Regions from separate parts of the Sus scrofa genome. Here region 1 is linked to region 2. Evidence: chromatin contacts called from public Hi-C data. All regions are on one chromosome and are shown on one strand. Each heading gives the region's core, a stretch centred on a gene start, on an enhancer-like site or on the middle of the called end of the contact. The rest is flanking DNA. Distances are from core to core; before and after follow the strand shown.

What was found. Hi-C and Micro-C count contacts between places; a contact is called where the count stands out from the background.
Region 1: a Hi-C map of heart right ventricle shows a contact between it and region 2, with 2.5 times the contacts expected there. The contact joins two enhancer-like sites. A contact is called at or near these places in 3 of 47 Hi-C or Micro-C datasets (epiblast stem cells, fetal heart ventricle and heart right ventricle).

What each region holds. Positions count from the first base shown.
Region 1 is chr1:250,798,880-250,804,250 of Sscrofa11.1, reverse strand. No RefSeq gene overlaps it. Among named protein-coding and RNA genes, the nearest start is that of PALM2, 22 kb to the left of the region's middle. Within about 2 kb of position 2,355, at least 8 of the 83 cell types and tissues checked have an H3K27ac peak or open chromatin away from gene starts, as enhancers often do.
Region 2 is chr1:250,678,111-250,683,162 of Sscrofa11.1, reverse strand. No RefSeq gene overlaps it. Among named protein-coding and RNA genes, the nearest start is that of PTPN3, 97 kb to the right of the region's middle. Within about 2 kb of position 2,207, at least 19 of the 83 cell types and tissues checked have an H3K27ac peak or open chromatin away from gene starts, as enhancers often do.

The DNA.
Region 1 (5,371 bases), core at 1,106-3,605, 120 kb before region 2:
CAGCATGTACGATTTCTTTCACATTGACAGTCTGGAAAAGGCAAAAGTATAGGGACAGAAATCAGATGAGTGATTGACAGGGACAGAGAATGGAGAGAAGGAATAGAGGACAATGGGGTCCAAGGAAGCAAACACTTTGTGGGGATGGAAGCGTTCTGCATCTTGAATTTGCACATGATACACATCTGTATATATAACACTCATTGAACTGTACACTTGAAAAGGGTGAATTTTACTGTATGTAATTTACAGCTCAATAAGTCTCACGACAAAGAAGAAGAAGGAGGAGGACGGGAAGGGGGAAAGGAAGATGACGACAATGACAGGACAGTGGTTTGGGTTCCTAAAGGTTATCTTTAGGGAAAAAAAAAAATCTATGATCAGTATAGGATATTAGCAGTGCTCCTAGGAATACTTTTATACAAAATGAACTATAATAAAGACAGACACTGATAATCCTCTTAAGAGAGGGACAAAGTTCTCCAGGAATTCAGAGGCAAGCAAAATATACATTCAGGAACACCAAGACTTACTTCATGGAAGAGACTGCATTTAAACTGGTTCTGAAGAGTGCAGTTAATCACTGGGGCTTTTTTCCTTCTCTACCAGCTAGGATCAATATCTTAGACTTCAGCCTCTGTTTACAAATTGCTTGCAAATTTTATTACAGGTTGGATTATTCTTCTATTCTAAAAGGTTGTATATTATAATGCATTTGCCAGAGATTAAATGATTAGCATTATCCTACCCATGGAAAAAACAATCATGGTTCTGAGGCAATGTTTTCTGAGTTTGGGGTCTTTAGGAAATTGTTTTTACATGTCTGCTTATAAATGTTCTTCCATTCTGTGAAATGAAGAAAAGTGGACTGTTATTAGAGGAGACAGTGTGGGTAAGGGAAAGAAGTTGGAATGGGGTCCAAAAATCTGATTCCATAACTCACAAGGGACTCTATAAATCAGGAAGAAAAAGATCAATAATCTAAAAGAAAAAAGGAGGGGACGGAGAGGAACTCTGTAAACAGTTCAAGAGAAAAATATGGTGGCTCTTAAACATAAGAAGAGATTCATTCAATCTCAATATAATTAGTGAAATGGTTATTTTTCTTAACATATGCTTTTATGAATCTGTGAGACATAAGATCAACAGTGCAGTGAAAATAATGAGCAAAGTAAGTGAATAGACAGTTCATAGAAGAGAAAATACAGATAGTCTTGAAATACATAAGACCCCTAAACTCACTCATACTAAGAGAAAGGCAAATTAAAACTATTCTCTTTTATACTCATCAGGCTGGCAAAAAAAGCTGATCAAGTTTGTTAACATAGTGTTAACCAGGGTGGAAGTAAATTGGCTGCTGCTGGTTCAACCTTTACAGATGTCTGTTAAAAGTACAGCTCATAATGATTTTGACCTAGCAATTCCAACTTCCATGAATTTTATCCCACAGATCATCCATGGGCAAAATGACATGTACCATGTTATTCACTGTATGTAACGGCAAATGAATGCCCCTCATTGGGTTAAAAGAGGTTTTGTACATCATATAAGAGAATACTGCTCCACTGTAAGAGAGAATAAGAAGCAATTATCCAGATGTGTTAGAAACCGAGACCCTCAGACTCCAGCCCAGACCTCTGGAATCAGTATCTTCAATATAACAAGATCCCCAGATACTTTTTATGCAAGGAGACTTTTTAGAAGCCCTGATCCAGCTAGTTCTCACTCATGGTCACTCAGGGCTTGATCTCCTTCCAAAAGTCCTCTCTCACTCAGCTTTTATTCTACCTAATCTGCACGGAATGCCTTTCCCTGGTCTACTGTTATCCTGTGTGTTTCCTTCCATATTATTTGCCACACTACAATTTTCTAGACTCTTCTATTGCCCCCACCAGGAGACATTCACGGCTGTCTCACAGGACCTAGCATAGAGCCTGATAATACGTAATAGATGCTAAATAAATATCTTTTTGAATAAATAAATGGATGAACCAGGTCAAATAAAAGTGGGAATGGGAAAGTTTGCTTAGAGATCTTTCTTGCCATTTACTTTTTCTGAAACACTTCTCTTTTCTGCACAAACCGCCAACTGATCAAGAAAAAAACAGGCACCCTTGAGAATAGCTTCTCTCCCCTTCCACCCTCAGGCCAAGAGCTGCAGGCATTTGAACAAATAAGATTTCCGGCTCTTTGCTTGGCGAAGGATGCAGCTCAGAATAAAAATAAAAAGCTTTAGGTTCCGATGACATTTTCGTAGAGCCACAAATTCCCTAGAAATGAGTCTTACTCTAGGAGATGAGTTTCCCGGGCTGACTCAACCTCTTTATTTGGGAGCATCTACTGCTCCCATCGCTGCCAAACTCCAACCTCAGAGAGGAAAAGGGCTCTAGGAAAAGCCCAAGCACATGGTACATCAGAACGGATTTAGCATCATGTGTGCACGTGACCCCAGGAGTGAAATGAAAGGGTTGCTCTCGCCAAATCACAGCATGGCTGGAGTTCCCTCCAGAGGCCAGAGGCACGATGGCAAAGGAAAGCAAACAAAAGAAACGTTCTTTCCACTTGTGAGTGAAACAAAGATCCCACTGAGAAAACTGAAGTGAGCAGGGGAGCTGTAAAAATCAACAGAAAGGGGGGCTGTCTGTGGAGGAGGCATCTGGTTTCAATGTAAACATCCTTAAAATGTTTCAAAAATGAATGTACATTTGAATAATTTATTATTAAACTGTTTCTTTTTTCCTTACCCGGGGACCTTCAGGGCAGATTCAGCCTTGAAGATAGATATCCTTCCATATGCCCCCCTCAATTGGTGTTCCCACTCCGTTTAGATGTTTTCTGAGTGGAAGAGTGAGAGGAAAACATTTGAAAGCAAACTAAACAGAGTTGCCTGGGCAAATCCAGGATTGCCTGGCTGGATGCAGGTATATTTTAAAAGAGGCATGTGAACATAGCCCACTAAGATGGTACACTTTGTGCAGGAAGCCTGAAGTGGGGGTGGGGGTAAGTGCCTCTCCCTGCTCTGGTTTCTGTCGCTGGAAAAGAAATTTCGCCTCTTGAATTGCCTTTTTTCCTTCCAATCATGAATCGAATACATAAAGTGCTCAAAGATGCTCTAGAAAAGAGGTTGCAAATTAGTGACAGAGATATTTTGTTGGGGCCGCGTTATGTCTCTAGAAGGAATGTCTCAAATTGGCTGCCAGCATTATTAAAATGTCTGCATGGCAGCAATTGTTTGGATCCAAGAAGAATCCATTTGCTAATGATCTTTAGAAAAGACATCCATCCCATTTTGCCCCAACCCCACAACTACCTATTACCTGACCCAGGTCACTTACCCAGGCTAGCTGCCTGGTACACACACACACACACACACACACCCTAGAGCAGCCCTCAGGAGCAGAAGAAAATGAGTTTTGTCTCCATTGGTTGGCCAGCTTTGGCCATTCTAATTCAGGTACCTTACTTGATTACTTGGTATTGTATGTTTGGTGGGTTTTGTGTGTGTGTGTGTGTGTGTTTCATATGCTAGCAGAACTTTTTCTTCTTTTTTCTTTTTGTGCTACTTTCTTTCCATGATACTACTGCTGTAGAATTATAGGAATGATACATTTTGTATATTTTCTCTCTTTTTCCTCTTCTTTAATGAGAAACTGAATACACCAGTGTCACTGGCATCTCTGCCAGCCGTCTCTGTCTCAGGGAAGACAAATGGTAGACCTTTCCCTGGCATTTCTTGTTTCATGCAGCTCCTTTGGCTTTCTGGCTTTCTGTGCTTAAATACAACCCTGTGGGGATTTACCTACATCTCGACTTCTGGCTTTGTCTTGACATGTCAGGAGGTCTGGCAGTATTGGCCACACAAATCACTGCCCCTGTTCTCCGGCAGGGTGAAGGAGAAATTTTCTCTCGTAGGAGCAATACAGCTGTGTCTGGGATGCCTACCAGCCTGGAGCTGTTCAGGCTCTAAATGCTAAAGGAATGAAAGCCATGGACTCCAATGTAGCTACTTTTGACATTCGCCTAGGTGTCTGAACATACAAAGAAGGAAACGAGTTGACTGGGAGTTCCTGGGAGCAGGGGACTAGGACTTATTTGCCTCTGAATGACTGTATCCTAGAGGCTGGGTTCAGCCCTGGTGCCTTGTATGGAGTTAGTGCTCAGAAAGTGTCAAATTTAGAAGATGGAGGTCATGGGTTTAATTCTAGACAAGAGCAAAATAGTTCTGCCTCATTCTATAAGATTACCTAGTACCTTAACTTTTATAATGATAATATGTTGTAAAATTGCAACTTCTTAAAACACTCGATTTAGGGTTTGTTTCCAACCTATGAAAATACGTTTGTACTTTCCAAAGCAAGTCACATATAATGGGTCTTAGAAATCATACAGAGCTCATGAGAATCCAGGTAAGGAAACCAGTTCCAAGTAAGAAAAAAAACTTGTCCAAGAGCAGGTCAGGGGCAGTTTGGACAAGAATCATCTCTTGATTTGTAGTCTAGGGAGTGTTTTCCAGGACTCGGGATTTGCCCAAGCCCAGAGTGGTTCTAAGACGGCAGAGTTATGTGAGCAATATCAATAGTCTGTTTGAAGACACATGGGGATGCCCTGCTCCCTATTGCAAAAGACCTGGGCTCCTCTGTAGGGCAGCCTGACCTGTCAGGCTGATTCCTGCAAAGGCTTCTGGGTAGCCCAAGGTGGGAGGGGAGGGGCGGGGATGGCAATGCACGAGCTGCCCCTATCACCCCATGCTTAAAGCAGATGGCCCCATTGTCCCAGGGGCCCTCTGGAAGAACACTTCCCATCCCAACCTCACACTGCAATTCCCAGATCCAGAGCATAAATGTGTCACTGTCACTCATGACAAGATACCACACGACAACCCATGAGACTAGGCATTTAACTAAGGAAACATCACTACTCTGTTTCTAATAAATTGGTATCAATATCACAAAGTATTTCATCAAGGTAGGAAAAAAGCAAAGATAAAATGGGATTGCCATCTTGTAAACCCCCATCCTTGCCTCATTTTTCTTGTTCCTCTTACAGTAGCTCATTAGCTCCAGGGTTTAGTGCCCTATTGGGAACAAGGGTGTGGGCAGTTTATGTGCCCCTAGTGCAGAAGGGCAGCTCAGCTAAAGTCAAAAAGGAAAGAAAGAGAGTTCCTATCATGGTTTAGCAGTAATGAACCTAACTAGGATCCATGAGGATTCGGATTCAATCCCTGGGGTTTGGATCTGGCGTTGCTGTGCACTGTGGTATAGGTTGCAGATACAGCTAGGATCCTGTGTTGCTGTGGCTGTGGCCGGGAGCTGTAGCTTCAATTCGACCCGTAGCCTGGGAACTTAAATATGCTGCGGGTGCAGCCCTAAAA
Region 2 (5,052 bases), core at 958-3,457:
CATTCAATCTCTTATAAAAGACTGTCTCCATGTCAAGAAAACAGCAATGAAGAATAGGAATGCAGTGGGCCAGGGGCAAGCTGTGCAGTTGCTGTTCTATATCCCCAAGCCTGCTGTGTCTTCTGGTTGACTCTCAGCATCTGCAACAGTATCTAAAGAATCGTGCTATTCTTGGAGTTTCTGTTGTGGCTTGGTGGTTAACAAACCTGACTAGCATCTATGAGGACTCGAGTTCAATCCCTGGCCTCGCTCCGTGGGTTAAGGATCTGGCATTGCCACAAGCTGTGGTGTAGGTCACAGAAGCAGCTCGGATCCCGAGTTGCTTTGGCTGTGGTGTAGGCTGGCAGCTACAGCTGCGATTGGACCCCTAGCCTGGGAACCTCTATATGCCGAGGATGCAGCCCTAAAAAGCCAAAAAAAAAAAAAAAAAAAAAAAAGAATAGTGCTATTCTCAGTTGCCCTTGGAGCACTATGCTTCTTTATCAATTGTCTGCAAAAAGGAGCTTGGTCCCAACTTGAATCCCCATAAAATGTCAATGTAAAATGCTAGAGACCATGGTAATAATAATAGGTAACAGAAACCATTTATAGGTAAGTGAGTTTACTTTGTGCAGCTTTCTGTTCTAAAAACCTTGTATGTATCAATTTGTTTTGTCTTCATAAAAGGTCCTGGAGCTCAGGGGCTAGAGCACTGGTCTTGCAATCTTCACAAATATCACATGAAGGAGTTGTTACTATTACTATTTCTGTTTCCACAAATGAGTCCCAAAGGGGCTGACGTCATGCAGCAAAGTGTAAAAGGACTCAAACCCAGCAAACTGACTCCAGAGCCTTAATCATCAGCCCTTTAAATTTGGGTATACCTTACAATTTACAGAGCACTTTAGAAGAGATAAAATATTATCCTCCCAACACTTCAAAGTCAGTAAGGAACATCTCTGTCTCCACTGTATGATGGGAAAACTGAGGCTTAGAGACATCAAAATTACTGGGGTAGGAAATCAACAACACTAGGACCAGCCAAGGTGGAGGTTGAAATCTACAACTCGTCATTGCCAAAATGCCACACCATCTCTCACTTCTGCTTCAGCAGCCTTGATGGTGAGGATTCAATTGCATGTACACAATCAGATATGCGGGGGGGTGGGGCAGGAAAGCTGCATCTAGGGTTTATTGGGTTTGGCATGAAAGTCCTGATACCTGAAAACAGGACATTATCTCCAGGCTGAACTATGATTTCATACAGCTTCAATGTCAGGGAGTATCCGTGGGAAGAGAGCAGGAGGAGGAGATGATGACCAAGTGACCAGGTATCTAATAGCTGGCTCCCAAAATGACCCTTTCTTGGAGCCTGTCGCCTGTCAGAGTGGCTCTGCTGCAGCAGCAGCCTGGGAGAGTGACCAAAAAGACAGAGAAGAACCCCAGTCCGAACCCACATCGGAGCCCTTTATTGTGTCGTTTTCTGGTTAACGCCCCTCTTGCCTTCATGCCCTCTCCTGCCCACCCCTCCCACTCGGTACCCACGATGCCAAACGTTGTAATTCAACCTGGGCTGCTGGTCCTAAGATTCTATCTCCTTTCTCAATTACCCCAGAAACAAATCAGTTATTTGGGGGAGGGGATCCTCATGGTTTCTGGTAGCCAGGGCATTGCAGCTCTGGCTCATGTTACCCACTAACTCATCATCTTTCCATTACACGACTTCACACCGAGCCACATTTGGTTCTGATCCGCAGTGACCACCTCCCCCGCGCTTAAAAAAAAAAAAAAAAAAAAAAACTGCAGTCCAATAATGCTGACATGGTTACGAATCGGAAGTAATGGCTATTGCGGCCAACTCCCTGAGTGGCGGAAGCTTGAGGCAGGGACAGGGAAGCCTAGAACATGCCTCCCTCCTTAGGAACACCGTTTCCCCGCCGAGGCCCTGCTGGCCAAGGGGCAGCGGCCAAAACCACGCATCCCGGGGTTCCTAGCCCTTAGCTCCTGCTGCAGCGGCTGCTGCTATAGAAACGCTAGGCTTACACGCCGGGCTGAAATTAAACACCCTTCCGAGACCAGGACCCGAGCCGGATTCTCCTGCTGCCTTGGTCGCCATGGCAACGTAGGAAGGGGAAAGCTGGCAAGCCGCGCGCGCTGTGCGGGGATACTCACTCCATCGCGGTGCTCCGGGCTGCCAGGCGCACTGCTGCGGGGCTCACCGGCGCTGTTCGCCTCTGCCGGGGCCGGGCGCTCTGGCCGCGCCGCGCGCGAGGTGGAGCCGGGAGCGTCTCTCCTCCCAGCCCGCACCCCCTCCTCCCCTTGAGGGTTGAAAGTGAACGCTCAGGCTCTCTCAGCTCCCAGCCTGCGAATAAAACGGGAAGCAATTGGATAATGTTGTTCGCTGGGCGCTAGACAAGCCACTCCACTTAAGTGTTTGGGGAGGGAGAGCGCAGGCAGCTGCGCGCGGGGCTGTGTGGCCACCCGCGCGAAGGGCCCTGGCGCCCGAGGCGCCAGGTGCGCCGGCGGCTCCCCTGGGAAGGGCGCTGCTTCTCTGAGACGCCGGGGGCTGTCAGGAGGGGGAGATGCGCGGCTGCGGCGGGTGGCACAGCCCAGAGGGCGCAGGGAAAATTGAGTCATTGGCAAGGTTGCAGCTCTTGCGGCTTGGAAGTTGCAGGCGAAAGACGCGTCTGGCCTCTGCAAGTATCAAGTGCTGCCCCCAATAGGTTGGGCACAGTTTCGGAAACGCCATTGTGCCAGCTCAGCGGGTATCTGTCTGAGTTTCTGAGGGAAAAGTCCACCTGCGCTGTGGCGCGTTAATGCGGTGCTCCATCACTGCCGACCTCACGCCCTTCTTTATCACTCTACATTTGGCGCATCCCCGCCTGCCAGAAAGATACTGCCCAGCGTTACTTTCCCTAGTTGGTTCTCTGAAAACAATAGCTATACTGAAGATGTTTTCCCAATTTACCACGGCCCCACCTCACAGTTACAAGCCTCCCCAGGGCATACATTCCCCCCCTACACTCCCTTTGAGAATCCTCTCCTCCTCAAGTTTTCCCGAGTGGGAATCAGGCTCCCATCCAGGTGCCCCGCACCTGCTGCAGGGAAGCGTCGATGAGGCAAGCTTCAGGCTTTCACTGTATCTTTCTGCCTGGCTCCTCTGTGAGTAGGTTTCTGCTAGGAGCTTAGGACGCAACCCTATGCATTGCCATCACAGTCCCTGTCCTGATGGGGCTCACTGGCTAACGTAGAAGGACAAAGCATAGAGAAAGAAAAAAACTAAACAAACATAACAGCACAGGCTGAAGATATTGCTCTAAGAATTAAGTAGTAAAATGAATGTTTTAAAATTAATTTGTGATGCTGGCACAACTCTTGAATGTCCTAACTCTTAAATTGTACATCCTGGGGGAATTTTCTGGTGTTTGAATTAAATCTTATTACAGCAGTTTGAAAAAAAAATACTTTGATGGAGAATCAAAGGCAAGTGGACCAGTGAAGGGAAGGTGTTGAAGAAAGGGCCCTCTGAAGGGGCTGGCTTTAGGAGGGGGGAGGACTGGGACACATAAGCAGGCATAAGCCACAGGGGGAAGGGCATTCTAACTGGCCATCAGCTTGTTTGGTGGCTCTACATGGGAAAGAGCTCTACCCATTCGAGGGACTAAAAGGAGACCAATGCCAAGTGTTCTGCGTAGATTCACTCCCTTTCCCTCTGGAAAGTAAGCCACAAAGTAAAACCCAGTGACGATTCACAGATGTTCCGTGGAAAGAGATTCTAGATCTTCTCCAGGTTTCCATTCAGAGAATCCAGTGTGAATTTGGAGATCATAAAACCCTCCCTCAACCCATGTCCCTTTGCAGCTACCATCCTACCTCTACTCTCCCCCTTCACAACCAAGCCTCTTGCAGGAAGTGTCCATACTCACCGTCTCTACAGCCTTACCTCCTATTTACTCCCGGCAGCCCACAGAATTAAGCTCAGCTATGAGTAATCAAGAGGCTTAACTAGGAAACAGATTTGTTTTTCTACCTGTTGAGAGGTCAGAGTCCCCAAGCAGTTTAGGAGCTCTTAAAGAGCTAAGAGTCTCAGCCTCCCCCAAAATGTTGTTCTTTTACTTGTGGTCTCTCTTCCTAAAGTCATTTCATGATCCAGGTTAGAAGCTCAGGTTCCTGCCATCGTGTCTGCATTCCAACCAGCACAAAGGTGAACGAAGCAAAGCAGAAGAGGCAAAGAAAAGATGTGAGCTACCTAGCTACCTTTTTTTTTTTTTTTTTTTTTGTCTTTTTAGAGCCATACCTGCAGAACCTGGGGGTACCCACAGCATATGGAGGTTCCCAGGCTAGGGGTCAAATCAGACCTGAGCTGCTGGCCTATGGTACAGCCACAGCAATGCCAGATCTGAACCATGTCTGGGACCTACAGCACAGTCACAACAATGCTGGATTCTTAACCCACTGAACGAGGCCAGGGATCAAACCTGTGTCCTCATGGATTCTAGTCAGATTTATTTCTGCTAAGCCATGACGGACTACCTTTTAAGGAAGACTCCCAGAAGCTGCCTCAGTACACTTTCACTTATATCTCTTTGGCCAAAATTCAGTTTCCAGGGAGACTAGGCAAAGCAGGCATCAGTCTGCATAGTCATGAGCATAGCTAAAAATTGGGAGCCTCCATTCCCATGAAAGAAAGGGGAAATGGACATTGGGGGTCCATGGGGGTCAACCAGCAGTCATTGCCATACTCTTCCGTCCTTAGCATTCTAGCTTCTGCCTCCTACACACCACTGACACTGCTCCCCATAGAGTCACCAATGCCAACAGCAATGGACATCTATCAGTCCTCTTCTTGTGTGACTTCTGAGAAGCATCTGACATTTTGACCACTCGTTTTTGTATTTTTTTTTTTCTACTTTAGGCTGGGTTTGTTGAGGCAAAAGTTATATTCAGCAGTATTCATTATTTTTAGGTGTGCTGTTTGGTCTGTTCAGATAAGTTATATAGTCATGTAACCATCCTCATAGTCACAATACAGAACATAATCATCACCCTGAGCAGTTCCAGTCCCTTGATTGC